4 separate regions of the Mus musculus genome follow, and regions 2, 3 and 4 are each linked to region 1. Evidence: chromatin contacts called from public Hi-C data. All regions are on one chromosome and are shown on one strand. The core of a region is the stretch at or near the end of the contact, and the rest is flanking DNA. Distances in the headings are between cores, read along the strand shown.

Region 1 (4,285 bases), core at 1,696-4,195:
TCAAAATATAATATAAAAATGTCAGTTTGAATGCATGGTTATTAGTTTTATGATTTGATTAAAATAATCTCGTTTATTTTTCTGTTCAACAGAGAGGAAAGTTTATTTTAAAAAACCACAGTCTTTCACGTACATTTTTTTCTCCTTTAATTTTTTAAAAAAAGATTATATGCATGAGTGCTTTGGCTGTATGAATGTCTATGTACAAGTTATGTGCCTTGTGCCTGAGGAGGCCAGAAGTGACCATCAAATTCCCTGGATCTGCAATTACAGATGGTTGTGAGTCTCCCTTATGGGTCCTGGAACTGAACATCTCTGCAATGGTAGCAAGAGATGTTAACCACTGAACCATCTCTTTAGCTCTGATGCACTCCTCTTCACGTTCTTGATGACTGTAAACTGAATGTACAGTCTGCATATTCACACACACACACACACACACACACACACACACACACACACACACATACACACACACACAAACACACACACAATCAACTCAAGACACCAGCTATTCTCAATCAAGAAAATATTGAATAGAAATAAAAGTTATTAGAGTATTGTAAAATTAATAGTGACTGTCTTTTTCCTTTACAGACATTTATTCTAATTTGAACTTATTTTCTTCCTTTCCTTCCCAAATATTGGGATTATAGGTATGCACCACAGTGCCTGGTTTATAAGGTCCTTGGACTTGAACTAAGGGCCTGGTACATGCTAGGTACTCTATCAGCTGAGCTATATCCACACTATCCCCAATTTGAACTTCCAAGATGAAAAAGGTATGATATTATATTAATCAAAATATAACAAAAGTATATTTCCAGAAGTTTTTTTTTTTAATTAAAGTAACGCTATGTCTCAAAGCTGTGAATAAGCTGCTTATTGTGAATTTTTCTTTATATTTTTCTAAGTTCTTCTAGAGCTGTTACTGTCCATGTGACCCCAGGAGATTGAAGGCCATACCACATTTAATCAGTAGTCTTGTTTTGCCAGAGGGAGAAGAGATTGGTTGTACCCTGACTAAAATGCTCCATCTGTTACAGTGGCCTTCACAGTCTAGTCTCTGTCAACTCACCTGCCACACACACCATTCCAGTTATTAGAAAAGAAGTTTAGAAAATCAGCAGTCACTCCCTAGATAGATATCTTTTAAAAGGCTGTTCCTGACCCTTCTCTCCCTGAGGAGCTGTTGGCAGTTAAGAACTCTGAGGGGGAGAGGAGCCATTTTCTCCAGTGCTGCAGCCACTGGTTAGATGGCTGTGCTCCAGTAAATAACATCCCATCCATACTCTTGCATAAAAATCCTGATTATACTCAGTGGATCACACACAAAAACGATGATACCTGGAGTGAATCTGATCAAATTATACTATATGCATCAGACAATCCTTAAAGGAAACCAGTGTCATTCACCTGGTTGACCTGATTCAATGCTCTTTCTCACCAGCACCTGCTTTGCTGATGACACCAGGACCCTTTCTAGGTCCTCACCACCCCACCCCACCCCTGCTGTCCTGTGTGGCTACTTGCACCCTCACAGAGTGAAACTAGGAGGTGGTTCTTTGTGAATCACTTTTCTGTGTCCTCCAGTCTGTCCTGTGGTGAGTTTCCTTGCTGGGTGTGACCTACTGACCTACTGCTTGCAGATCACTTTCCTTGAACACTCCAGGGTGTCCTGAATGAATGGGGCCCTGGGTTAGAACAAGCTGAGATGACCAGTTGTCTCACAGAGACGGTTCTGGAATTCATGGCTTATTTTCTGAAAGATAAGAAAGAACAAGTGTCTGGCTGAAGTTTCATTGTGCTGTGTGGAGATGGAGTGTCATCTGATTGCCCACTGAAGTCCAGTGTTAGTGAGAAGCATCAGACTACTCAAGGAGATGGGGGATGCTGAAGACTGCAGAAGGAAAGGACCAGTAGGAATTGGGTTGTGGAGAGCAGTCTGGGCTCTGGGGGACATGCCTGTAATAGAGCTCCACCCCTGACCTCCACATCACAGAAGCCTTTGAGTAAGGCTTTAAGTTTGCATCTGAAAATCTTTAGCTCAGTTCTTAGCTTTCTTTATCTCTTTCGAGAAATAAATTTTCTAGACCTCTGTCCTCTCATTTGTAACCAAATATATTGGGCCAAAATGCTCTTAATTCTAAAGTTCTGTGGTATGTAAGTTTTTTGAAAAGTCCATAAAAGTGACTCATTAGCTAATATAGAACTGAATTGTGTGGCCACAAAGAAAATCTTTTTGTTTGTGTTTTTGAGACAGGATTCCAGTATGGACCCCTAGCTGGGATTCACTATGTAGATCTCAAGTGAGCTGCCACTTTCCTGCCTTCTGCCTCCCACGCTCTAGGATACACAGGCATGATCACTCATGCCTGGGCAAAAATAGATTTTAAACTCTCTCTCTCTCTCTCTCTCTCTCTCTCTCTCTCTCTCTCTCTCTCTCTCTCTCTCTCTCCAAAGATAAAAACAAACCAAAAGCACAGAGTGGATTTAGACACATCCTTCCTACTCAGGCGTGTTGAGGCTGTAGCTCTGGGCACAGAGGAGTGAATAGGTCAGGGCATTTCCCTGAAGCGTGGACAGACAATCTTCCACTGCTCCCTCCCTCCATCTCCATGTTCCTTGTCAGGATCTAAAAGTCAGACTGGGAGCTCACCTTTCAGGGCTGCTTCCTACACCCAAATACTCCCTAAAACCAAGAGCCTTTCCACCCTCAGCCTTGTCAAATCTTTGGCCAATTAATTAGTCCCTAACCCATTAGACCCGAACCTCACATGATGCTTTCTTCAGACAGAGTCAGGGTTCTAAAAAACTGCCCAAGCTTGAGTCTTCCTTGTATCTCTTAGTCCCCTTTCCTTAAGGATGAGGCTGCCACTGCCCCACTGTTCTGGAAGCTCATAGTATTGGCTGCTCAATTCTTTGGAAACCCAGCACAGCTTCCCCTCCCCCCAGCTGCCTTGGCAACAAAGATGAAAAAGGTTCTCAGAACAGTCCACAGCCAAGAAGGGCTCTCTGGGAGACGCTCTTCTGACAGAACCAGGCTGTTAAGACAGAGTCTATTTTCTTCATGCTTAAAATACATTGCTGTGTGTGTGAGCTGCCTCCGGGTTTGGGTGACAAGTTCTCCTATTTTTGTCACATTGCCCTGGTTTCACTGCTCTCCCACCACCCAGTGTCCTGAGAAGTCCTTCTGAGTGACAAAATGTCCCCTTTAATAAATCAAACCGTCCATGTGGGGATCACACCACTTGAAATAAGACCCTGTGGAATGTGGGCAAGCCAAGCTGTTGCTGGCACTGCAGCAGCCCCTGAGCTGGAATCTCCAGCACACATGCTTTGATTTAATTGGCCTAATGAGTCTGGGCTGGATGTGACCACATGATCAATCAGGTTCTAGTTATGAGATGTTGAAAAATGGGATTACAGTAGAGAAAAGGCTTTTGGCAAATTGACTACAGCCAGGAAGCTGAGAAGGCTTGATTTAACAATCGAATCGTTTTCCCTTTATTTTTGTCCCATCCCTTGCATGCTGATAAATCACAACAAAACTGAGGTGGGTGCCTTACTTGTATGTATTATTCATCTTGCAAGTCCCTGCTCTGTTTTGATCTAAAAATGCTTTTGTTTTTCAAACGCAATAGGTTTTGTCTTGTGTGACACTAAAAACAAAACAAAACAAAACAAAACAACAACCTCCCCACCCCAAAAAAAAAAAAAAAACCAATGAAGGTTTGCTGTCTAGAACAATGAAATGCCCTTATTAGAATCTTGTTGTCCTTGTAATAGACTGGGGAAGGGAGATAAGTGTATTTTGTATAGACGTGTACATATATGAAATCATTAGTTTGAACACTTACCTGCAAGTTTAGTTACTTATCAACCCCAGTCATTTCATTACTGTTTATATAATGAGGCCCTTGATGGGCTAGCAAGATTCTGGCATGTGGGTCCCCTCCCCCCATGTTTTTCTGTGCTTGCTCAAGGGAGGAAGGCCTTGAGTCATTTCAGGACAGAGGCTCCTTGAGCAGACATTGTTCCACTGTGGGAAATTAAGGGAACTTGGCAAGCATGGTTGGTTTTCTTCTTGACTCGTTAGGCCTGAGGGAAACACAGGTATCAGTGGCATACGGCATTCTGCTAGTCATCTCTAAAAATCTCTACAGAGAATTTTTACTTGTTATTTAACTGATCTTTGGTCAAACTTGTAAGATTGAAACAAATTTACTCAACTTTGGGAACTGGTTAACTTCTTACTGTTTAAATACATAAAGTTTTTTCCTTC
Region 2 (4,132 bases), core at 1,234-3,733, 140 kb after region 1:
TGTTTGCTAGGCCCCGGCCTAGTCTCATAAGAGACAGCTATATCAGGGTCCTTTCAGCAAACGCTTTCTAGTGTATGCAATGGTGTCATTGTTTGGAGACTCTGTCTTAAAAAACAAATAAAAGCAAATGCATCCAGGAATTGAGACTACAGAACAACTGTACAGTGAGAAATATGATTATTATAGTTCTGGATTTAAAATTTGACTCTAAAGGTTTGGTTATGAACACATTTTGGCCATAGTAAGCACTCTGGTTGGTGGCAATGGTAGATAGAAATTAATTATATATAACACTTACACTATAAATACCTAAGTAAGTTCCACATCTTTCCTCCAATAGATACATAGTTTCTTCTCATCAGAGAACATTGTGTCAGTTTAATTGGCAATGCTCTTTTCTTTTCTATGTGGTGGATAAAAATAATGGGCTATGTTTCACATTTGGTGAAACCAGGAATGAATTCCTCATTGTGGCAGTTCAGACTCAGCTTCTGGCCATCAAACACATGCAATGCTATGACTTAGACTTTGTGAATATTTTATAGTCATCATGTTTTTCCTTCCTTGTGGATTTAGATCTATAAAGGGAAAGGGGTAGTAGAATGCATGCTGGTAGCATCATTAGAGGAAAGGGCCACCAAACCATGACTAGACATTGAGGTTGGGAGAGGTCTAGAAAAGAATAACAATGTGTCAAAATTAGGGTATGCAAGGCTTAAAAGCAAGGAAGGCTTCCCTTTAAAACCTGGAGAGGAACCTCATAACACTTGAAGCAAGAGTAAGAAAGAGAGCCATCAAAGGATGACAGGGTAGATCCAGAAAAGAATCTTTAGAGAAGTTCCTTCAACAAAGAAAACATCAGGCTTTTATAAATTTTTGAGGACCAGGAATGAGGTTAGTTAAGTATCTTAAAAAATTATGTATGTGTATGTGTATGTGTATGTGTATGTGTATGTGTATGGTGAATATATGCCTTGAGTATGCTGGTGTCTATGAAGGCTTGAAGAAGGTGTCAGATTTCCCTGAAACTGAGTTCCAGATCATTGTAAGACACCATGTGCCTCCAGGGACAATAATGTCGATCAACTGGAGGAGAAACATGCTCTCAACTACTGATCCATCTCTCTAGATCCTGGAGGGATGCCTTACATCCCTAGATTGACTTCCTCATAGCAGATGAGACAAAGAGCCTGGAAAAGCTAAGTATTTGTTAAGACCATAAGTCAGGAGCTGTAAAACCACAGCACAGAACAACTTCTCAACTGTCTCCTAGAGGATTCAGGAGGAATGGCCTGATTTCTTCAGACTGGGGTATCTGTCTTCTTAAGAAACTGTCGTCTGGATAGGGCAGGGCATGGTCTATCAAGTAGAGCAGGTAAACCAGAAGAAGTAGGCAAATTTATCTTCTGACTGCATAGTAATAGTTTGGATATAAGGGGCTCAGAGACACTGTTTTCAGAGTTTTGCAGTGTGGTGGGTGAATGGAACAAGGGTCAACTTGTCTATGTTAGATCTGAGAACATGTGAGTCCATCCTCTCTTCTGGAAGGCATGTCTAGTTATAATGATATGGTAAGGAGCAGTTATCTCCCAGAGTGAAAATGTGCCTAACCTTTGACTCACAAACCAGCTTACCTGGCTACTCTTGTCGTTTAGTGGCGCCTTCCTCAGATGCTTTAGCTCTGCACGCATCTCTTTCCGTGCTCTGATTATTGTGGGTTTAGGATACACTTTGATTAGTCTGTGGTAAGCTTCTCACATAAGCAGGAATCTGAGAAATTGCCCATGGCACACGGTTTCATTGCTCCAACTTGGCTGCTGACTCTTTCATCCTTTAGCATCTAATTCCTTCTAAACAATAGCCTTAATTACACCAGCCATTTCTTCAACAGCTCTAGCTCTGCTCTTCCTGTGTGCCTTATCTCTTTCCCTTGTGATTAAATACCATGACTAGAAGCACGTCAGGGCAGAAAGGGATGATTTCCTCTTAGGGTCATAGTTCACCAACCAGGAAAGCCAAGCAGGAAATCATGGTAGGATCTTGAACAAGAAACCACTGCTTACTGGCTTGATTCCCTGGCTTGCTCAGCTACTTTTTAAAATTTATCCCAAGCTTACCTGTGGAAGGATAAACTGCCAATAGTGGGCTGAGCTCTCCCACACCAATTAGCAATAAAAAATGCCTTTCAGACAGACATTGCCACAGGCCAGTCTTATGGAGACACTGTTTAACTTGAGGTGCCCTCTTCCCAGGTATGGTGACAACGGAAGATAAGTAGGCTCCTATGTTTCTTCCTCATACACAAAATGTGTGGCTTGTAATCAGAGAGCATTCCCTATACTTCATTCTTGTTGGGTGCAGTAATTTCATCATTGTTGGTTTTTTTTTTTTTTTTTTTCGGCTCTAAGTAGTAGAGGCTCCAGCCGCTCAGATAGGGGAGATGAGCATTCATCATATGCCAGGCCTCTTCCAGGAAGAGCTGTAGCTCAGGGGGTTTCCTCCCTGGGAGAAAATGACCACTTCTTATTAAATGGCAAGTCTTTTGAAAAGGTTGAATAGAATACTGTTTTCACAAAAAGAAATTCAGCTGTTTAAATTTAGCATCATGGGGGAAAAAAAGCTTATTTTGAAGAGAAAAACAACCCAAGAATAGTTTCTGGCTTTGATCCCACAGTCTGCCTTTTCTGTGTGTGCTGCATGTGTTTTCATTCACTGTGTGCCGCTGCGCTCATCCGTCTGCAAGCCTGGAGTTGACAGCTTTGAGGTTCCTAAGAATACTTGTCACCAAAGCCACATATTTGGATTGTTTTATTGTCAAAGAAGAACCTTACCTTCACATTTAATGTTTATGTTACTTCTGCCTTTTTTTTAAATCTCTTCTTCCATAAATGTGGACACCATTTTTCCTGTATCTGTGGTCATCTCTTAGTAGAAGTTATGTTTGCTTCTTCTCCTAGCATCCCTAAAACATCTAGTTTTGAAATTCAAAACTCCTGTTTTTCTAATTATTTGTTGAAATTTGAAGACCACCCATGTCTTGGTAGTCCTGGGGTACCCCAAGGTTTCTTTCTACATCTGTTCAGTTCTCCCCTGGAGTTTGGAGAAAGAAACTTGTATTGATTGAATGTATGTTTTGTGTTTCTCGGTCCTGCTTTAAGTGTTTTATAAAAGATATAATTCTGCTTAATCCTGCTAACTACCTTAAAGAAAACTATTATTTTCCTTGTTTTCAAAGTGAGGAAACCAAAGACAAAAAGTAATTAGGATATAGCCTGGGGTTATCAAGACAATTAGTGGGGAAGTGAAAATTTACAACTGCCTTTGCCAGAATCTGAACAACTCCCGCCTGTTATGAAAGTCAACTTCACAGCCCTGGACAGAATGTGTTTTGTTTCTCAATTAAAAAATTGTCCTCCATATTGCACCAGGGTATTTTTTTGTTTAAAATTGTGCCAGAGTGTTGGGATTTAATAGAAGGCTGTTTCATAATCTGTGTGAAAGGTTAAACTGGAGGTCAGGTTTTCCTAGGACAAGATAAACAAGATAACGAGCCTTCTAGAGTGGAGTGTGTGGCAGTATGCACTCAGCTGTTCAGGCTTCAGACTGCAGACCCACACCAAACACCATTTATACAGGGTACAATGATCTCATCCTGATTGGTTTGTTCCAAGTGTGTGAGTACGTGTGCGTGCGTGCGTGCGTGTGTGTGTGTGTGTGTGTGTGTGTGTGTGTATTTGGGGGTATGTGTATGGTGGAGGCACAGCATTTCCAGCTTCTTGCTCAAAGTTTTCAGACAGCAAAGTATAAAGAAGTTTGAATTAAAGAGGTAGAATAGGATAAAATGTAAGGGAGTAAGTAAATAGCAGGTCATTGAGCTAGAGTGCCCAAGAGCCTTAGTTATTGTTTAGGGCTTCCTTTTATGGTGCCCCATAGGGGACCATTTGTTTTTAAGGGGCCTGATGTGGGTGGTTCTTTGCTTTTGATTGGCAAACTTGAGTTATATGAGACTTTCTCTGCCATACTTGTCCTCTCCAAGTTGCATTTGATTTAATTCATAAGTATTCAAAATTATGCACAGGCATGAAGTGGTAAACAGTGGATTTTTCCTAAAGTCCACTCAGATAACAATTTG
Region 3 (3,963 bases), core at 836-3,335, 210 kb after region 1:
TCTGGTTCTCCTCCAGATGCTATTTGCCTTGATAAAGTTAGCTAGTTCCAGCTAGTTTCCTGCTCATGCTACACACACCATGCATCATTTTCTGTTTAGTTCGAGGTTCTATGTGTATAAATGTATCCCTGGACAGAGCAGCTCAGGGAAGCACACAGGAGGACAATGTTAAAGAACATTTTGCACCTCCCTATCACTTTTCCTCTATCTTCCTTAGCAGAACAATCCCTTACCTCTATGTGGTGGTGGTAAGGAACAGGTAGGGAAGAGAACTGAAAGGAGCATTTCTAAAGTCACTGGCACAGATGGTCAAAAAACAGACCAGTTGGAAGGTGAATCATGCACATCTGGGAATAAGTGGTAGTCAGGCAAGCCTCGACAATCTCTTATGCTTACATCTGAAAACCAGGGAGATTTGAACGTGACATGAACCCCAGAGGCTTCTGTGTTTGAGCACTTAGCTCCAACTGATGGAGTTGGGAGTCTTGCCATAACATGGCCATTCCTTGATGGCCTGAGATTATTTTTAAACTTTTCATCGATTTTTTGTAAGGTTCACATCATGCACCTAAATCCCACTCATCTCCCAGTCCCTTCCTATTCACTCTCCACCCTTGGTTACTTTGTTGTTGCCCTGTGTCATGGAGATCCTGCAGCTTTGAATCTTCAGGACCAGCCATTTCACACGCTCCAGTAATTCATAGATGAGGTAGATGTTGGGGTCCGCCAACTCAAAGCCCTGGATATGGGCCTGGGTGGTAGCTGAATTGATCAGCCCACCAGGTCTCCTGAACCACACCACCAGAATGAACTAACACTGCCTTGACTTTATCATCCAATGCGACCATCAGCCGGACAGGGTCAGCTCTCCTGCTCTCATGACCTTGAGGCTGGCTCATATGCGCCCATGCCATCAGAGTCAGCTCCATTGTGCTCTCCAGTTGAAGTACAGGGGCTGATCTCCTGAGTACTACAGCCAGTCAGGAGAGGGGCCAGCTTTCCCATCCTCATGACCCTGGGGTCAGCTCTCCCAGAGCGCCAACGACCACCTCGGGTGGTATTGGTAGGAGGCGCCCATGTCAGCTCATGCTAGGCCAATGGCAGGGCCAGCTAGGGCCAGCTCACCTGTCCCTCTCCATCAGGGTCAGCCGTATTGTGCTGTTCAGATGAGGACCAGAGCCTGCTCTCCCAAGTCCTGAGGAATGCCTAGCCCATTTCCTGTTCTCTCTATGTTGCTAGATTAAAGAAACATTCTGCCACGGTGTTCTGTAAGTCAAAATAAACCCCTTCTTCCTTGTTTCTTTCATATTCTTGGTTATAGCAAGGAGATAAGTGAACTCTTACATTTGGGAAAGCTGAAGACCAGTGGATGCCTCAGGCTGTTAGAGATGCTGTCAAATTGCTCAGTTGAGGATAGCAAGGCTGGAGTTTCAAAGCTGTGTTCAAGAGATTAACTCAAAGAAACACTTGGGAATGATATTAAGAGGTATATAGAAGCACGGTATAGGTTTCATTATTTAAAAAGGCAAACTCATTCTTCTATTAATGAAATCATTTTGGTGTAACTTCCCACTGCCCCTCTGACTGGGGTACCCAAATATAGATCACATGGAACATTAAAAAAAAATTCAACAGGCTTCTAAATGATTAATTCTTGCTGACATAAAATAATTCCCTAGAATAAGTAAAGAATGCATGGCTTAAAAAATAAATTGTTTTTTTCATTAGCTGTTTTTATAAATAAAATTTACACCATGTGAAATTGCAGAATGCTCACTTATGGACATTTGGCGACTTACATGCTACTGTGCACTTATTATTAGTATACATGACAATGCATTCTTTATCCTTGGTTATTTAAGGATATAGGTGTGTGTTGATTATAAGCAGTTAAATATCCCAGGATTACATTCATTTGCAATGCACATCCAATGCACTGTGGGTTTTTATTCACTTAGCAGAGTTGGGGTTTATCTACATGGTTTATATTTTATATTTGAGAGAAGCTAAGTAGCAGAAACATTACAACATAGACAATGGTATTAGCATATTCAATGTTCAGCTCGGCTCTCACTGCTTTACACATGTAATTAGGTTGTTTCCATGGAAATGATCTAATTACGGGCTTCTCCTTGGCTTGGTAATCACATTTGCTGTGCTTTGGCAGAGATGTTTTCCTTGTTTTGTTGAACAGCTCCACTTGACAAGATGTTCTCTCCAAAGATGAATAATAATTTTTCCTGAGAGAGAAAAATAATTTTTATAATGAAACACACTGTTAAAGGTGACTTCAAAAGAGGTTACAGACGTGTAGCAGATCCTGCCAATAATAAGACAGCTATTACCCTTGAAAACACAATCTATTTTTAGTGTGCATGTGTGTGTGTGTGCGCGTGTATGTGTACTGTTGTTGTTAATGATAAAAATCATAGGAGGTTTTTATTTTGAAGAATTGCACTATTGAAATATATTATTTTCTTCTGGAGTATATTTATACTTAAATATATATTAATTATAGTTTTAACAGACTAAAGGAAATATGCTGAGAGAGAGAGAGAAAGAGAGAGAGAGAGAGAGAGAGAGAGAGAGAGAGGCAGAAGCATTGAAGAAAGAGCACTGAAGCTTATACTCAGTAAGAATAGTCAATTGCAGAAGGCTATTCATGAAGAGATATTTGCTTATCATTGCCATGGCAGTTGAGAACACCTTAAAAAATCAATTAAGACTTATTTTGGGAGCGATCCAAATATAGACCTTTCAGTGTATAAAGGAAACAGGAGATGGAAAAAGTTGCTGAGGAGACTCCATGTCACCTGGTCCACTTAATAACACTAGGAGACAGAAGACAGGCAGAAGTTCAGCTCTTAAGCATTGTGAGATTCCAGCCCACTGTAAGAGAACTTCGCAGGAAGTCCTTATGACAGACACTGTGTAGACCCATCGAGGGTTAGCAAGATGTATGGGGTCCAAAGTCCACAACATCCTTTGTCCAGATACTTTGAACCCTAGCACTGACAATCAAATACTCTGCCCTTTAATAGCTATGGAGATTACTTCAAACACAAAGGGAGAACACTTCAGGAAGTAGCCAGAATGCTGGAGCTCTCTCCTGATTATCATTTGTGTAGGTAATAAAGGGTGGGGATATAATTGACTAAAGGGCACAGTGTTTGAAAATTATAACGATAACTGGGTTTTCTATTTATACCAAACCAACCCTTATTAAATGCCATAAGGCTTGGGTTTTAGAATTATATAGCACGGTTTCCACCAGTAAAAATGGTATTCTATTTATTTACTGCTCTTCATGTGGCAGGGGCTGCACATGGGTCTGTGAATGAAGTGATGAATCAGCGAGATGTCAATGCTAGCTAGGCTCAATTTCCTTATTATTGAACAGAGAAAACAACAACAAACAAAACAAAACAACACCCGCCTGAACAGGCCAGTTTGACTTCCAGGCTAAGCCATGTATATAAGAAGATGCAAGTAGGAATGACAGCAAAAGAGAGGAAGGACGATGAATGACGTTCATTCTAGCAAAGGGAATAGCAAGGAACATTGGCCAGGCATCACAGATTAACTAGACAAGATGGGAGCCCTCTTGGCACAGAGGGTATGATGAGGGATGAGGCTAGAGGACGCTTGGGGATCACTGTGTCACAATGCTGGTAAATCATGTTGACTTGCTTGTTTCCTGAGCACATTTGGCCTCCGTTAGGTTTCAAGCACGGGAACAGCCAGTGTTGCCTGGATTATGGTTGCGGGTGACCTGCTGTCACTCTTTGAGTTTAATTTTGATGCAGTTAATTTTATAGAATGATGTTTTCATTGTGAAACACCAAGGATGCCTACAGGGACTTGCATCCTATGGTCTTAGGTGAACCACTTCCTTTTTCTAGAATCCTGAACTTTTGTCTGTCTGGTTTCTTTTACTCTATTCCTCCCATGACAAGGTATGTA
Region 4 (3,952 bases), core at 457-2,956, 200 kb before region 1:
GGGTTGTAGAGTATTAAAATGTAAGGGTCAAGTTATCCTGGCCTATTTTAGGTCCTTTTGAAAACCATTCCTTATCCACTCCTGTGTCTGATCTAGTGTCATTCTGTCTATTAAAGTCTTGAAAATATATTTGAAAAATGTTAGCAGAAGACTAGCTTCCATAAACTCAGAATCTAAGAATGTCATTAGATAATTCTGAAATATATAGAAGTTTTCTCTGCTTTTTTTGTAACCTGCCTATCAATGCCTTCAATAAATGCCTTCAAATATGACTTTTTTGTTTCCTAACTTAAAAATCCCACGTATCACTATCATAGTGGAGCTTGCCTTTTCAGGACAAACTAAATCCGTATTCCCAGATAATAGTAATTAATATCTAGCTCCATAATAATCATTCATTTCCTTTTAGGTGAGAGTTTTCTTTCTTTCTTTCTTTCTTTCTTTCTTTCTTTCTTTCTTTCTTTCTTTCTTTCTTTCTTTCTTTCTTTCTTTCTTTCTTTCTTCTAATCATGTCTCTAAGGTAGAGGTATCTCTTGTTTTAGTTTTCCCAAGGAGAGAAAATACAAGGGAGAATTATTGGACATACACGTGGTGGTTTCTTTTTAGTTTATGTATTCATTTAAAGACTTATTTTCATTATCTGTTTTACAGTGTATCTGTGTGTTTGCATGTGGGTGGGAGGATATAGGTACTTATAGAGTCCAGAGGTGTCAGATCCTCTGCAGCTGGAGTTATAGGATGTTGTGAGCTGCCTGGCACTGGTACAAGGAACTGAATTCAGGTTCTCTGCAAGAACAGTATGCACTTTTAATTGTTGAGCCATCTTTCCAGTGTCTCTTTTATTGTTAAAGCACTATTTCAATAGTAAGTGGTACACTTTCTTTCTCCTTGATATATACATTGTTCTGATATCTTTTAGAAGTAGTCTCCTATGAAACACTCTCATAGGTCAATAATCTTGTTTTTATTTAACTTATCATTATCCTTTGTATTTAACAAGAACAATTTAAAAAAATTCTTAAATGGACAAATGGATTAAAAGAAAGGCAATGAAAATGGTCAAAGTGATACAATATATTTTTTTAAATCCCTTTCTGATCTCATTCTAACATGGGTCACTAATCAGTTAAATTTGAGGTACATACCATTTAAGACTAATTTATTTCAAAGGACACCAGAGTCCTGACAAAAGATTCACAGTGTCTTAGTTTACTCTGAGGCTTCCTGGAAAAGTGGAGTTCAGGAAGGAGAAAGGCAGCCTAGATATGGGCAGGCCATGGCCTTTCCCTCACCTAGGTCCTGTACAGGTACCTAGCAGCCACTGAGAAAGGAAGACATTCCAAGCAATTCTGGGAAGGCAGATTGATAGTCGTGCTGTTAGCTTCTAAAGAATTCTGTAACTCAGCTAAAGCAAAAAATGGCTGGGCTGCAGGTATTTTTGCTGAGGAAGTGGCACCTGTGGTCAGCAAGTCTGGGCAAAGTTCTGCTAGGTTAGAGGTAAGCCTCATCTGATTTTCAGAGAATCTGGGCAAAATAGAATGCACGTCCCAAAAGAAATGAGGATGGGACAGCCACACTGTTTCCTGAAGGGAAAATGGTGTGTTTGTGGAAGATCCTGTGTGGCATATTTGTGGGCTGGGGGGTGGTGGTGAAGCATGTTGGCACGGAGAGTGGAGACTCTAGGGTGAGTGGAAGCTTGCCAGTCTGCCTCAGCTATGATGCAACATCATCAGCCGTGGCACCACCCTGAAAACCACTGTGTTTGGAGCCAGGGATATACTCAGATGTGCCAGTGCCAATGTATTTTGCATCATAATTAAAGCAACATGGCCACTAATTCTTACCCAGAAATTCTCATCTCCTAGGTCTGCAGACAAATGGCTTTTGCTTTCAGGAGCAGGAAACTTTGAAGAACTTATGCAGTCTCCTTCTTGCCTCGAATAAGGTGGAGCATTACTAATGCTGAACCCACAGAAAAGAGACCTGAGTATAAGTAGACCAAAATCTTCCAGACTTCCTACTTTGGCCAAAATAGCACAGAAAGAAGGCTCTAAGTGCTTGGTTCCTTCTAGCCCCAGGTCTCAGTCATAGTCCTATTATCACCGACAAAATTGATGTGCCATATTTTGTTGAGATTCTTTCCTTTAAGCTAAATATGGTGAAGGCCTTCCTAACCATTGAAACATGGGGGTACAGTACTAACCCCACAGGTCATAATGCAAGGAGTATTAGCAATACCCAGGCTTGGATTCTATGTAAGTTGAGTTCTGGCTAGGGCTGAAAGTGGAAACAATCACTATTGGCTTGCAAAAAATTTACTTGGGTGATAATTTGAAGATGGAGATCTTGGCTATGTATGACAGACCACAATGCCTTTAGCCAAAGAACAAAAGCTCAACCCCAAATCAGAATGTTTGGTCTTTCTTGCCAAACAAATTCATGTTTGGGAACTTCTAGGCAGCTGTCTGGGATTACCTACTGCTTAGTCATAGAGATGAAGTATTAGTGTGATTAAGTAGCTGTGTATTCTTCTGTCAAGTTGGTATTTACATCAGGGGTATCTGAGTCCCTATAAGGACTTTCTGTTGTCTGCAGGTGAGGTAGGAAAGGTGGGGTAAGAGGAGACAGTGAAGCTTCTCCTCTGGTCATAACTCTTGGATATCTGTGTTCTTCCCTCTTCTCAATGTCTAAACTTTCATTCCTTCTTGCCTGGGTGATTTATAATCCTCTGACTTCATCTTTCCTCCTTTGACCCTTGTCCTTATCTGAACTCTGTTCTCGTCTCTCCATGAGCTAGCTTATCTTTCAACTAACTTCCTACTTAAAGTAAAACTCAGGCCATGTCTTTGTCTCAATAACTTCACATTTCATAATCTTATACTGAAGACTAGCCACAGACCCTTCAGGACATTTAAAGCTTGTTTTCTATTTGTGTTTCCCAACTGAAATCTTTATATTTTTCCCCCATATTTTTGAGACTTGTTGTAAGTAGTAGAAACAGTGGTGAGCAAAACAGTCCTGTTTCTTACTGCTTCTGTCAGGTCCATGAGCTCAAACTCCCGGATATTCCCTCTGGGCTTCAGCTACTTGGGCCTCAGCACATACCATCCTATCTTTCTGGGAGACTTTTCCTTCCAGGCTCTGGTTAACATACTTTAGGGCTTAGTTTAAGCACTCACTTTCCATGAAGCTTCTTGTGGTTTATGTTCTGTGCCCCTGATGAGGTCAAGAGATTATTCTTGGTTGATAGGGTGTTCTCTACCTCTCATGGTAGTCACTTCTGAATACACAGACTCAAGTTCTATCTTTTCCTTCTTTTGGGGGAATAGCAATGTACAATGAGCTTAAAGATTCAGCTTTAAAAACTGGTCCTAGTTTCATTTCTGTTGCTGTGATAAAATAAAAGGATTTATTTCAGCTTACAATTTTAGATTAGTGCCTATTATGGTGGAGAAGTCAAGACAGGAGCTTCAAACAAAGAGTCACATCATATCCATAGTCAAGAGTGGAGAGGAATTAATGAATTCATGTTAATCTGCTCACTTGTTTGTGCTCACCTTGATTTCTTTTCTTGTTCTTTTTTCAATTTTTTTATTAGATATTTTCTTCATTTACATTTCAAATGCTATCCCGAAAGTCCCCTATACCCTACCCCTGCCCTGCTCCTCTACCCACCCACTCCCAGTATTTGGCCCTGGCGTTCCCCTGTACTGGGGCATATTAAGTTTGCAAGACCAAGGGTCCTCTATTCTCAATGATGGCCGACTAGGACATCTTCTGCTACATATGCAAGTAGAGACACAAGCTCTCGAGTGTACTGGTTAGTTCATATTATTGTTCCACCTATCGGGTTGCAGACCCCTTCAGCTCCTTGGGTACTTTCTCTAGCTCCTCCATTAGAGGCCCTGTATTCCATCCGGTAGAAGACTATGCGTATCCACGTCTGTATTTG

Evidence for each region. A called contact is a pair of places that touch in the nucleus more often than the background predicts.
Region 2: a Hi-C map of uterus shows a contact between it and region 1. The contact joins two enhancer-like sites. A contact is called at or near these places in 3 of 484 Hi-C or Micro-C datasets (nephron progenitors and uterus) and 1 of 115 datasets of contacts at active chromatin or transcription factors (embryonic stem cells).
Region 3: a contact with region 1 is called in a Hi-C map of cortical neurons, with 2.1 times the contacts expected there. The contact joins two enhancer-like sites. A contact is called at or near these places in 2 of 484 Hi-C or Micro-C datasets (cortical neurons and forebrain) and 1 of 115 datasets of contacts at active chromatin or transcription factors (astrocytes).
Region 4: a contact with region 1 is called in a Hi-C map of myocytes, with 4 times the contacts expected there. The contact joins two enhancer-like sites. A contact is called at or near these places in 4 of 484 Hi-C or Micro-C datasets (the 3T3-L1 cell line, the N1E-115 cell line, cerebral cortex and 1 more) and 1 of 115 datasets of contacts at active chromatin or transcription factors (heart atrium).

Annotation. Positions count from the first base shown.
Region 1 is chr3:21,563,346-21,567,630 of GRCm38.p6, reverse strand. No RefSeq gene overlaps it. Among named protein-coding and RNA genes, the nearest start is that of Gm31610, 76 kb to the right of the region's middle. Within about 2 kb of position 2,945, at least 151 of the 459 cell types and tissues checked have an H3K27ac peak or open chromatin away from gene starts, as enhancers often do. A contact at or near this core is called in cortical neurons, forebrain, myocytes and 1 more, where this site is marked.
Region 2 is chr3:21,426,157-21,430,288 of GRCm38.p6, reverse strand. All of the region lies in intron 4 of Gm31610 (a long non-coding RNA gene), which reads left to right. Among named protein-coding and RNA genes, the nearest start is that of Gm31610, 61 kb to the left of the region's middle. Within about 2 kb of position 2,483, at least 16 of the 459 cell types and tissues checked have an H3K27ac peak or open chromatin away from gene starts, as enhancers often do. A contact at or near this core is called in uterus, where this site is marked.
Region 3 is chr3:21,355,408-21,359,370 of GRCm38.p6, reverse strand. No RefSeq gene overlaps it. Among named protein-coding and RNA genes, the nearest start is that of Gm31610, 130 kb to the left of the region's middle. Within about 2 kb of position 2,085, at least 43 of the 459 cell types and tissues checked have an H3K27ac peak or open chromatin away from gene starts, as enhancers often do. A contact at or near this core is called in cortical neurons and forebrain, where this site is marked.
Region 4 is chr3:21,759,870-21,763,821 of GRCm38.p6, reverse strand. The region is part of intron 1 of 7530428D23Rik (RIKEN cDNA 7530428D23 gene); the gene reads left to right. Among named protein-coding and RNA genes, the nearest start is that of 7530428D23Rik, 39 kb to the left of the region's middle. Within about 2 kb of position 1,706, at least 47 of the 459 cell types and tissues checked have an H3K27ac peak or open chromatin away from gene starts, as enhancers often do. A contact at or near this core is called in myocytes, where this site is marked.